Linked DNA regions of Mus musculus: region 2 is linked to region 1. Evidence: chromatin contacts called from public HiChIP or PLAC-seq data. All regions are on one chromosome and are shown on one strand. The core of a region is the stretch at or near the end of the contact, and the rest is flanking DNA. Distances in the headings are between cores, read along the strand shown. Region 1 has its middle 6.5 kb from the start of Gm44812. Region 2 overlaps Gm44812.

Region 1 (6,439 bases), core at 2,572-5,071:
CTGGCTTTTGTTTCCCCAAAGCTCAGACTCCCATAGGAGTTCATGCCAGCAGCTGGAAAGGAATGGAAGCCTAGAGAGGAGGAAGACAGGGATGAAAGTGGAGAGAGAGGCTTCGCGTGAGGGGGGAGGGGTGACAAGGGTAGCTAGAGGATCAGGCCACCAGCAGGGACAGACCTCTGGAAAAGTGATAGTGTCTCAAAGAGGATGGCCTTTCCTGAGTCACAATCAACCACCAGGCCTCAGGCCCAGGCCTCCAGACCGAACAGCGGTGCCCTTATGGGCAGCAGGATGTAGAATGTGCGCACAGGGAAATAGTAGAAAGTAGAGGAGACAGACTTGGAGAGCCACTGTGAAGCCTACTATTGGCATCAGCTAATCACCAAGCCCAGTTCCAGGATCCACAGGAAAGGACGAGGCACTTCTGAAGACAATGCTCGATTCCCATGGGTGTTGGAAAGGAAGCTGAGATACATGGAAGTGATCTGTCTGAGATCACACAGCATGGACAAGGGAGTCAGACAGGACTATTGAACAAAGCCATCAGCGTATCGTAAGATGTTCAGAATGGCATACAGTGCCTGTCACAAAACTAACAGTGCCACTGTGAAAACTGCAGCCAGGACCCGGGTCGCATAGATGTCACTAACCCTGTACCTGCTGCTTCAATGAATTGAGGATGGTGATAGCCTTCCTCCAATGAAGCAGCAGTGTACAGGTGCAGAGCAAACCAGCTAGCAGAGATTGCATGGAACGCCAGCATCTTCTGCAATGCTCTGACTTCCCTTTCCTATTCTGTTAGCATTGCCTGCTCTTCCTTGTTCAGCCTTACTTTTCCCATCTGTAAAATGGATATCCATGAAGCACCTAGCACAACAGTCCAGTCATTGGATGATGTTAGGAGCTGCGGTTATAGCTACAGGGTGTCTGACACTTTTGAGGAGTGCCCACAGTCTCATTGGTGGGAGACTGACCAACAGGCTTTCAGTGCAGTGGAAGGGCTATTATCTATCATCCCAGGTTGTGTGACTCTAATCATACTGGGAGTGAGGGGGAGGTTCATGCAGAAGTTAATGGCGTAAAGCTTTGCATGCAACAGTGACCTCTACCTCATTTTGGGGTGAAAGCATGAGCCACTGCTGCTCCCTTTCCCCCAATGGCTTCTGGGTCCAAGCATCCTCTGATCATGGCTCCAGCAGTGAATCTGTGAGCTCTAAGTCATGGGTAACTTGCATAGCTGGGAGCCCCACACCAACCCTATTGAGAAGCCAAGAGAGCTCCGGGCAACCAGTGCATTCCACGAGCCTAAGTTTCCAGCCTTCTCTGGAGTGAGATGTACAAAGGGAATTTCCCATGGGTCAGTTCAGTTCTTTGGCCAGGTGACATAGACAGGAAGTGTAAATGTAGGATTCTAATTGGCCAAGTTCAAAAGCCTCCAGTTGGGTTTCCCCGATACAGATCTATAAGCTATCAAAATCATGGACTCCATTTCCAAAGGGCCAGCGTTGTGAAGGAATTTTCCCCTGGCATGTCAGAGATCAGAACACACAGCCACAGCAAAGAGATCCTCACTTCCCACGAAAGAGAGACTTCCCCGACTCCAAGCTCCCCAAAGACATGATTGGGTTTAAAGCACAATGATGTGGCCATTTGGCTGTTTCCCGCCTAAGTGCAGGGGCTTCAATATGAACTGGCAACACCAGCCTTCACTTTGAATGACTTCAGTGCATATGAAACTAAACCTAGCATAGATCCCCAGCATCTGAGTTTCCTTGAAAGGTGTGACTTGTTACCAGCACCAAAACTGAATCCACTTGTCTGTTCTAAGACACAAAAGGATGGAGGACCAACCTCCGTCACAACAACCCAAGTGAGTTTATTTATTACATTTCTCCAAGAAAACCTGGGAGGCGTTTGTGTTCACAAAGCACAGACACCAGGCAGGCCTAGAGAACACGTGTCATACACACAGCCCAGCAAATCACCACACTGCAGTAGCTACCTGGACTGAATGAATGAGCCTGACAACAGAAGCTCTCTACAAAGCTCATCTCCTCTCCATTCCCCCACTCCCAGGCCAACCCTCAAAGATTACACAGACAACCATTTGTGACAGATTGCTCCCCAGTCTTCTACCTTAAATTCTATATGATAAATTCAACATGAAGTGACAGTCACAGCGAGTGTTTCCAGCTCTACCTAAAAAGAAAAAAAAAAAAAGAAAAAAACTAATTTTACTGAAGTTAGGACTCAATGAACGAGAAAATATGAATGAACACCTAGGGCATAGCTCTAAACTTTAATCTCCATGAAAGCCATAATGGTTATTTATGGTCAGGAGGATATTAATATTTTAAAAGATTTCACTAAGAAGCACTCTGAGACTTTGAAATGGTATTGTTATACAAAGATAATAATATTTCAGTGGATCTTTCTCTGCGCTGCTATGCTAATGGTGTAAAAAGAAGGAAACCCACTACTTTGGTTACTCCAGAAGTAGCCAGAGGAAACTATGATAAGGAAAGAAAGAAAGAAAGAAAGAAAGAAAGAAAGAGAGAGAGAGAGAGAGAGAGAGAGAGAGAGAGAGAGAGAGAGAGAAAGAAAGAAAGAAAGGAAGGAAGGAAGGAAGGAAGGAAGAAATAAAGAAAGGAAGAGATAGAGAAACAAAGAAACAAGGAAACAAAGAAACAAAGAAAGAAAAAGAGAAAGAAAAAAGAGATAAAAGATAAGAAAGGAAAAGAAAAAAAAGAAAATACCTTGGGTTGCTACTACCTATTTAAATTAGGCAAATGCTATTAGGAAATTCTATATACACAGGCTCCAGTGATGGGTAAACTTAAGGTCACCAATTGCACTGTTCATCCAGCTCGTTGTTTCATTCCAGCATTTAGTGGTTTAGCCACTCCAACGGCATGGAATCGAAAGGGCTTGCTACCTGTTGTCCTTGTTAGTGTAGACTGATTAGATAGCTTGAGGAAAATCTTGCAGGCTTCTGTGACTAGGCGAGTGTTTAACAGAGACATTTTGAGAAAGGAAAATTGAGTTCAGTGGTGAGGACAGGATCAGAGTTCCTTTCTTGGTTTTCACTCATGGAAGCCCATGAATTAAAAGAATGTTTTATTTTCTTGTCAGTGTAGCTGTCATTGCTATACCCTCTCATCATCTCTCAGTGGCTCATGACTATAATCCTGGAGCTTAGGAGGTGGAGGTGGGGGTGGGGGTAGGGAATCAGGAATTAGAGGCTAGCCTTGGCTACATTAGATCTTGTCTCAAAGAAAAGAAAGAAGAAGAAGAAGAAGAAGAAGAAGAAGAAGAAGAAGAAGAAGAAGAAGAAGAAGAAGAAGAAGAAGAAGAAGAAGAAGAAGAAGAAAAGAAAGAGGAAAGAGGAGAGGAGAGGAGAGGAGAGGAGAGGAGAGGAGAGGAGAGGAGAGGAGAGGAGAGGAGAGGAGAGAAGAGAAGAGAAGAGAAGAGAAGAGAAGAGAAGAGAAGAGAAGAGAAGAGAAGAGAAGAGAAGAGAAGAGAAGAGGAACCCATGTGTCCATCTCTTGTTCATTCCCAGAAGGAGTGTTCCATTTATGAGTCCTCTGAAAATGAGCATGATTATCCTCCCCCACTTCACATACATAAAGGTTATATTTGTATGGTTTGATACCATTTTACTTTCTTAAGGTGTTGTTCCAGGTACTTAATAGATAGGAAGAAAGCATTTAACATATGACAAAAGGGGAGGGGGGTGACATTTACAGCCAGGAGCTAGGTAGGCGATTGCAAAGGTCATCAATGAGTAAACAGATATTAATGGTTAGCCGATAACTGGCTCGTAAGCAACTCACATTAATAATTAACAGCAGGAAAAGCAGCACTTTCAACTATACTTGGGCAACTGTGAGCCCACAGGAGCAAGCCCAGAAAAGCTCAGATGATGACGTACTTCCTGGTTGCCAGAGGCTGAAAAACTCTTTTTTGCATTTCTCATATTGATACCAAAACCCATTTCAAAGATGGTCATGTTAAAAAGAAAAGTAGGTTGATAGAGAAGACAGTGAAAAGATGTTCAGAGAACAGTGCTTAGTCTAACATTTAAGCCCCCGCCCTGTTTTCCTTTTATTGTGACGTGTAAAAGTCACTCAGATCTTTATCACTACCCTACAAACTCTGAGATTCTAGAAACATAAGCTTTCTCACGGTATTTTATACCATGTGTCTCATATGTAAACTTCTAAGTTAAGTGTAACTTCTAAGACTAGTTAGTGTCTTTAGTCCCCTGCTCTCATTATAGCCCAAGGGGGCCTTGAACTCACTATGTAGGCAAGGATGGCCTTCAACTCTTGGCCCTATCCTCTGTGACTCTCTGATACTGAGATACATGCATACACCACTATCCCTGGCTCACTCCAGGTTCTTTGGGGAGGGAAGGTAAGTCCAGAACTGTGGCCCAGAAGGCAAAGCCTGAGAGGGCAGGAAAGCAGGTGGCTGGGGCATGTCTCCTACGGGTGTAAAGGAACCTGGGAACAGAGGTACCTGTGTCCTCACAGAGTCACTGGGATCAAAGGCTTGACACCTGTGGAACTGTTTAGAAAAACCCAAAGTCTTTGAAATCTCTAGACTTTTAAATGTTCTGACTTCATGGAAACCCTGCTAAAGCTAAACACTAGACAGTACCTATAAGACATAAGGCTCATTGAAATCTGTTCACTTTGAAAAAAATGAATGAATGAATGAATGAATGAATGCATAAATAAATAAATAAAGTGGAGTTCTCAAAACTTGGCCAAGAAAAAGCAGGGAGGAGGGATCTTTCAAAATGATTATAGAGTTCTTTCTTCCTCCCTTCTGTTCCTCCCCCCCGACTCCTTCTCCTCATCCCCTCTGCCCCTCCTGGCCCACTTTCCATCTCTGAGATACAGTCCCCTTATATAGCCCAGGCTTACCTGAAATTCATGTCAATCTTCCTGTCTTAATCTAACATGCTGGAGTGACAGACATAAGCACCTCAGTCCAGAGTTCGCATCTTTTTTATTCGAATTTCTAATGTGTGACTATAGTAGTCTATAAGAGCACAGATATAACTTATAATATATGAGGATATATATATATATATATTATATATATACATATAACTATTTATGTATAAGTCAATACATGTAATAAGGAAACAGAGTATCAGCCAAGTACTAAAAACACTACTCAGAACCATGTGAGTAAAATTTCCACTCTGATATTTTTAATATGTGGCTTGCAGATGAATGGCCAGCACTGCTTTCACATAAAATGTGAAGAAACCAATTTTTTTTCAATAAATGTATAGTTCGACTATCAAGCCCACAGGAGAAATTGTTAAGTACCCAACCTGAAAATCAAATTATTTAAGCTTGGTTATACTAATAACAGCCACTAACCATCTGCTAAGGTGGACTATAAAACCAAGCAAGCCAAAGGCAGCACAAAGGAGATGTGTTTCAAAGGGAGGAGCATGAAGTTTAAGACACAAACTTGCTTCCTGGTGGCAAGTGGAATAAAACTGGGGTAGTTGCTTCTGAGCCTGCCATTGGAGGTTCTACAAGGGTCTAATGGCTTTATAGTCTGGTCCCTCTCTACTTCATCCCTAGCCTACATTGTGAAATCTTCTCATCAGGAATCCTAGGCCCAATACAATGGGTTATCTTTTCTGGCCTCACAGAGTCTTCTCTACATCCTCCTCATTTGGGGCATGCGCATCTCTAAAGTTTAGCTATCTCTGCATGTCTCTTCTTCCAGATGACCCCAGCTGAGTCTTCTCCACTGGGTTACAAGGACACTCCTTTGTGATTCCCCAGGTGGCTTGCTTCCTTTGTGAAGGTAGGAGGTACTGTTTACATTATTAGATCACATGCCGCACTAGTCCATTATCTGATGTTGTGATAGAATTCATAAGTCTTTGCCCACAGTCTTTCACCTACTTGGTACAGAGGCAGCACTCTGCCTCTAGTCTCAAGATTTGCAAACTTCTAACATTATGCACTGCAGAGCCAACATTCACTGAATGTTTATGACAATGGCCTGGAAAGCATCATAGTGTCCTCGTGCACTCAAATATTAGACATACTGAACAGGACAGGCAAGGAGCAGTGAAGCACCCCTTTAGTCCCTGCATTCAGGACACAGAGGCGGGCAGATCTCTTTGAGTTTGAGGCTAGCCTGGTCTACAAAGAGAGTTCCAGGTAAACCAGGACTACATACTGAAATGCTTTCTCAAACAAAGCAAAAGCAGGACAGGACAGGAAAGGAAAGGAAGAAAAAAAAATGAGCCTACTAACAGGCTCTTTTGCTCTGCTTTCTAGATAACTAGTTTTATTTATTTTACTAGGAGATGTCCTATAAGCCTATTAAGTAACTCATATTGATCTTCTTTTCCATGGAAAGAATCCATTCTTACTGAATTGGCTATCATACAAAGGATACA
Region 2 (6,439 bases), core at 1,169-3,668, 76 kb before region 1:
TTCATAGGTTTAATACATCTAACTACCACTGAAATAATAAGTCATTGGTGATTATCAAGAACCAATGAGTTAGAATATATTCTTCACAGAAAGATAGGGTTTCCGATAGTTGGTTAGCTGAACTCATATGTAAAATGGAAACTCAATGTAGATCGCCCACAACATCAATCATAAGGAACTTCACTCCACCCTGACCAGGTTCTGGCCAAAAAATTTTAAAAAGCTTTCCAAAATGATATTTTGATATTTTGGGTTTTTTTCTTAATATACAATTTGGAAATTATACTGGAAGTCCAACTATGGAAAATTTTTAGAGATTTTTCTAAGGGATTAAAAATAGGATTTCCCCTCCTCTCTTTGGAGAATACTAAATTCAGATTTTCTAGCTCTTTTTATGAATGTGCATGATGTTAAAATCATTGGAGCGGCCAGGATGGCTTAGCAAGTAAAGGCACTGGCCACCAAGACTGGTGATCTGAGTTTTAAGCCCAGATTGTACCTGGTGGCAGGAGAGAACTGACCCCTTCAAATTGTCTTCTAATGTCCACACACATGCACACATATGCACAATAAATAAATAAAGATGGAGGCCATCAGACATTTTAGAAGCTATTGTGTCATCCCTTCCATGTATCCAATCCTAGCTTTAGAAAACTTACAGTTAGACAAAGGAACACTAACCAACTAATACTTTCATATCACAGGGCATATCATATTAACAACACCAGTATGTCTTCCAGCAACACCACAGATAATACTTGATTTTCAATATTAAGAGGCATGTTTTAGAAGTGCTAATAATGTGTTTTTTTTCTTTTCAAAGAAAAAATATTAACTGTCAATGAGCACTACACTTTACAATCTTTGCTGATTTCCATCTTGTGGGCATGCACAAGGATTGTAATTCCCCATCTCCTTAAAACTTGGCATGAATATGTGACCTGCTTTGGTCCATGTAATGTTAATAGATAGGAAGACTCAGAGTCTGGGAAAGCTTTCAGTCGCCACCACTTGAATTTTCTTTCTCTATTTCAGCGAGCAATTGCTGCTGTGTACGCTACTAGGAAGGGAAACCTCACCTCTGTGCCCTCAACAATGCACTCGGCGAGGTCTCTCCCATGTGCCATGAGCTGTGTGTGAGTTAGAATACAACCTCTCAGATTAAACATGCTGCAACCTAGAGATGGTTCACCCTGCAGCATAACCTGACCTATCCTAGCTGATACACCTCACCATATGTAAGAACAAGCTTGGTATAGAAAGTGTTGCTCAGAACACATTCCCTTGAAATAAACTAATAGATAAATGGTCAAACAGCTCTCCTCACAAACCAAAAGATACAGAAGGGTCCTGGGAGACTGTTAACTGCTATAGTCTCCTGTTGTCCAGCCTGACAATCTGAGTTTAATCTCTGAGACTTACATAGTAGAGAGAGAGAGAGAGAACTAACTCACACAAGTTGTCCTCTGGCTTATACATATATACTTATAAATAAATAAATTGATTGATTGGTTGGTTGGTTGGTTGGTTGATCTACTGGCTGACTGGTTGACTAAAATACAGCCTTGTTTGAATGGTCACATGTCAGAATTTAAGTTTTGTAGACTATTTTGAATTTTGAGTCAGTGCCTTTTCTAGCTCATTGCCTTCTCTGAATGGCAAAAGTAAAGATAGGTCCAGAACAGCTATGGTTCCAGCACTAACTATGCCTTCCTCTTTTACTCCACAAGTAGCCTGGAGCTCTACACTCATTGACACCTGAAAAACATTTTAGAGCCTCTAACACTGCAAAAGGACTTTTCCAATTTTTCTTGACAGACATTTAAAAGGTTTTGACAAGGGGGGAAAAAAAAGAAAAGAAAAAAGAAAAAGAAATACAAGTGATAATGGGCCCATTCTTAAAACCGACTTCATGGTTATAAGCATGAGTAAAAATGAAAATAAATATGTCTAATCACAGAATGTTTAATCGTGGGAAATATAAAAAACAACCCACACTCATTTTCATTGAAGATCATTCTCTTGTATCTAATTTGAAGAGATACAGAATAAATAGCCTAACAAAGGCTCACTTTCTATTATAATGCGTCATTGATGGAGGCCCAACCACTTTGCCTGATGGATTTCAAAGCGGAAGAGTGGCAGTCACTCACAGCACCATCACTGAAAAGCTGTGTTATAGATCATTTGATTTTAACAAGACAGTTCTATGCTTCTTAAAATGAGGAAACATCGTAGCCATGAAAGAGCATTATTACAGCTGTTTTCTTGACATTCCCCTGTAGAATTTCAAAACAACACTGTGGCTCAGAGTCTTAAAACCACTTAGGAGATCTGGACCTGCTGGCACAAGCCTATAATTCCAGCTCCATGAGAGGCAGAGGCAGGAGGACTGCATGTTCAAGACCTAATGGGCTACAGAGTGAACTCAAGGCCAACTTGTAAAACTTAGTGAGACTTTGTCTCAAAACAGGGAGCTGTTTTTCTGACTTCTGGACAGGTCCTTCTATATGCAGACTTGTAATGATCAGCCACCAGAAGATTGTATTTACAGGGAATATGCTATAATGCCTAGATGGTCATGTGCACTATGTGTACTGTGGCAAATGCTATTTACTGAAGCAGGCCTGACAAGAGATGAACAATAACAGGTGAGATACTATAGTGAAGGTATACAAGTCTGTCAACACATTTCACTCAATTTACCCTTCTAGTAATGATACTTGAAAGAAGTACTGTGAGGTTCTGTTTGACGTATGAAAATGGCTAAGGCCACTACTCTGTGTTCGAGTAGTATATTAAATGAAATAAGGATTACTTGAACACAAGTGGGTAATATCCTGATGGCTGATCTGATAACCAACATGGCCTCTAAGTGACTAGTGGGCTGGTAGATACTCCAGGCAAAGAAACGATACAAGTCCTTGGTGGGATACAATAGGAAATATCTCACACCATTCAGGAAAGATGCAGCTCACCATTTACAAACGGCTTCTGTGTGAGATCTTCCACTTGGCTGTTTGCAGGATGCATTTGGCTCCAGGGCAGTTGCAACTGTAAAAGAGTCCAACTTCCGATAAGAGAACACTCCTCCTTGTAAAGGTGACTGCATTCCTTCTCCTGGAGCAACCTCTGAGGCTGCTCAGTTACCTCATAAAGTTCATACGGCTTAGGTCGCTTCTCTACTCAAGCTTGCTTTGCTCTCACCAGGCCAGGGCCATCTCTTCCCACAGATTTCTCCTGATCCTTCATGCTCCTGTTTGAGATGCGTTTCTTCAGCATGTATTTTTCTACTGGTGAGCTGGTAAACTCATCCTTCAAAAAGATGCTCATTCATATGACATCCTTTGTCAAGCTGAGTTACTTATTTGGTGTTTTGTTTGTTTGTTTGTGTTTCTTTTTTTCTTTTTTTACTAGATTGGACTCATACCGGCTCTTATCACTGTCCTTTGTGAAAGAGTGTCTATGTTATATTGTTGTTTATCTACTAACTCAAGTACGCAGACTCCACCCCTTTAGTAACTGAGAATGCACTTTAGTTTCCCAAAATATTCTTCCTGCTCAATAGGTCCAGTGTCTGGCTTATAACCGTGGACAAATATTTGACCAATGAATGAGTCAATGGAGACATAGATGGGGCCTGAATCCCACTGTTGATTTTACCAGTGACCTGCTAGGTCACTTTAGCCATGACACTGGCTTCCTATGTTCCAAATTTCTGATATGAGAACAGGGGATACTAATCGCTAAAGGGAGGCTGTGAGGATTAATGAAATAGTTTTTTTTTTTTTTCAAGCAGTCTGAGCTCCCTGGAAGAAAGGCACCAGGGAAGAAACAATGTGTGAGTGTGATTTTTTTGTGGAACACCTTTCATCTGAGACTCTCAAAGCCCTTCACCAAACATGAACTCCGTAATCTTCTCAACACGCCTGCAGCAGCACTCCACTATCACCGTTTCAGAAAAAGGAAAACCACAGACAGCAAAAGGTTAAACAAGAAGCCCATGATGCGCTCCGTTCTGAACGCCAAATCCAGCACACCCACCTCGAAGCCCTTTGAACCTGGAGACACTTGCAACTTCCCTGACACTGCCTCACAGAGGAAGCCATTGAACCGTGCCAGCTAGCTGGCAAAGAGCCAGTTGGAAGGAGGGCCTACATTAATACCTTCCACAGAAGGAGGGGTGGGATGGCTCAGCGAGGGGATGACCACAATCCTCCCCCCCACTGTAACAGTAAGTCGACAATGTAAGCAAGCCTTGCCACCCATCACTCACCTTCCTCCCAAGGCTTTGGCTCAAATCGGGCTTAGATCTTTTCAGGGTCTCCTTTGAACTTGACACCTCACTGCGCCAACTCTGTTTCTAGCCAGAAAAATGTCTCATCACCTTTGAATACAAAGGTAGCGGTTTCGCAACCAAAGAAGTAATCCCAAAATACCACATTCAGGGAGTTTTCCCTCCCTAATACTAGTTTTCCTGCTGAATCCCGTGAATGTTAGCCAAGACAGGTGGTGCTAATCTGCCCTCTAAGAGGGAAGGAAGAATGTCAGCTATTCTGCATAGACTTGAGGGGGCGGGGGCGGGGCAGTGTTTAGATCAAGCCAGGGAAACTAGTAAAAGAGAGCAGTTTCTATTTATACCTAACCAGAAAGGCGACATTTGTGCATTTTTCACAAGTGTTAAGGTTATGATTCCTATCAGTTGTAGCCCTAATGCTGGAAATTATTTGCTATAAACATATACAACATGTATAGAAATAACAAAGTTCTGTCAAGATCCCACAAGGAAGCAGCCAGAGTCGCTCCAGTTCCTTCCTTCCCCAAGGGCCACGTCAGAACAAACGTTCCAGTCCATCTTGGTTTTAAGCCTAGTACAGTAGTGTGTGTTCACTGAGATCAGTGTCTTGATGCTAAAACCTCTGGCCTTAAGTGGTCTGGCCCACAACTTCCTGCATCTGTGACCTTTTGTCCACTTTGTCACTCATGAGCCCTTTGCTCCGAAGTTAGTCACTCAGGTAAAGCTCTTCAGCACCTGGCCACCTCTTCCAGACCACAGTCCTCTCAACGGCTGTCTAACTTCCTCATACCACAGAAGCCACCTGGAATTAGGGGGAAGAGTGTGATTTCACACCAAACCTATGTGACAGTTGACCCTAACACCTGCCACCTTTTGTTCTGCAGCTCTAGAAAAGTTCCCAGAGTCCACTAAGCCTCCTCCTGAGGCCTGTAAAGGAAGAATTACAAGTCTACTTTAAAACTGTTTGAAAGGTTGGGCCTCCACACTGTGGTTTCCAGCAGAGATTGGGGTTCTTGACCCTCTGAGAAAAGGGAAGGCACACTTACTCCTCAAGTATGAGTACAGACTAAGTGTGTGTGAGTGTGTGTGATTGTGTATGTGTGTATGATTGTATATGTATGTGTGTGTGTGTGTGATTGTATATGTGTGTGTGTGTTTGTACATCTGTACATAAGAAAACCTTAGGTGTTGTCCCCGAAGTTCTGACCACTTCATTTGTTGACACAGGGTCTCTTGATGACCTGAAACTTGCCAAGTAGGGCTGGCTGGCCAGGCAACAAGCCCCAGGGACCATCTTGTTGCTGCTTCCCCCGAGATTACAAGTGTACCACGAGGCCTCACTATTTTTCCTGGGTGCTGGCATTGACCTCAGATTCACAGGCTTGTTAGTAAAGTACTTCCAAAGAGGTTCTCCTTGTAGCCCCAGACCAAAGCTTCTAAAGCCATTGCTAGCTGGATCACCTACCAGATCCAGTACACATTAAGTTGGCAAATATGTGCCTTGTTAAGTAGTTAAATATGTGCCTCTTTCATTTTAGATCAAGCCTCTTTTCCTCTCAGGGATTCATTTTACTTGTGAAGTCTTGCTTTCCATTGCATTTCAACAGTGACCTGGGCCTGTGAACCATTAAGTACTGTGTAAGCACATACTGAATATGTGGGTCTTTATGGGGCCACCTCTGTTCTGAACACAGAAATTAGAATAACCCCAGGTGAATCAGGCCAAATCTATGCCTGGTCAGTTTGCCTACTGATAATAACCATCACTTTGGCACTAATCTTCATATAAGATGGTGGGGGGGGCGGGCGGGGGCAATATAGTATACTCCTGCCTCCCTCCACCCCGGACAGTGGAGAGGATAATCATGTGGTGAATGAGCGGCAGAGCTGAGCCCTCAGGACAAGTCCACCAGCTTCCCACATGGAATTACCTCTGTCTCACACATTACAAATCATCTCCAACAAGGGAATATTCATAGTTCTTTCTGCCTCTTTCTGGCATATTTCCAAGGAGGAAGAAAGAAGCCAACCTCCTTGCCTGGACAGAGGAACCCCATGGAATTAAAAACAGCTTTGAATTTTCAAATCGGTATCTTAAACACTAAATTTTACTCACTAGAATGAACGTGTCACAATAGAGAA

Evidence for each region. HiChIP or PLAC-seq counts read pairs in DNA pulled down with a chosen protein or histone mark.
Region 2: an H3K4me3 HiChIP or PLAC-seq map of the SCID.adh cell line shows a contact between it and region 1, with 11 read pairs. The contact joins two enhancer-like sites. A contact is called at or near these places in 3 of 484 Hi-C or Micro-C datasets (liver, tail fibroblasts and uterus) and 2 of 115 datasets of contacts at active chromatin or transcription factors (the SCID.adh cell line and embryonic stem cells).

What each region holds. Positions count from the first base shown.
Region 1 is chr7:70,499,398-70,505,836 of GRCm38.p6, reverse strand. No RefSeq gene overlaps it. Among named protein-coding and RNA genes, the nearest start is that of Gm44812, 6.5 kb to the left of the region's middle. Within about 2 kb of position 3,821, at least 8 of the 459 cell types and tissues checked have an H3K27ac peak or open chromatin away from gene starts, as enhancers often do. A contact at or near this core is called in the SCID.adh cell line, where this site is marked.
Region 2 is chr7:70,574,425-70,580,863 of GRCm38.p6, reverse strand. It overlaps Gm44812, which reads right to left. Exons shown (of 7, transcript XM_030243182.1): 5 at 2,979-3,054. Among named protein-coding and RNA genes, the nearest start is that of Gm35894, 9.8 kb to the left of the region's middle. Within about 2 kb of position 2,418, at least 1 of the 459 cell types and tissues checked has an H3K27ac peak or open chromatin away from gene starts, as enhancers often do. A contact at or near this core is called in the SCID.adh cell line, where this site is marked.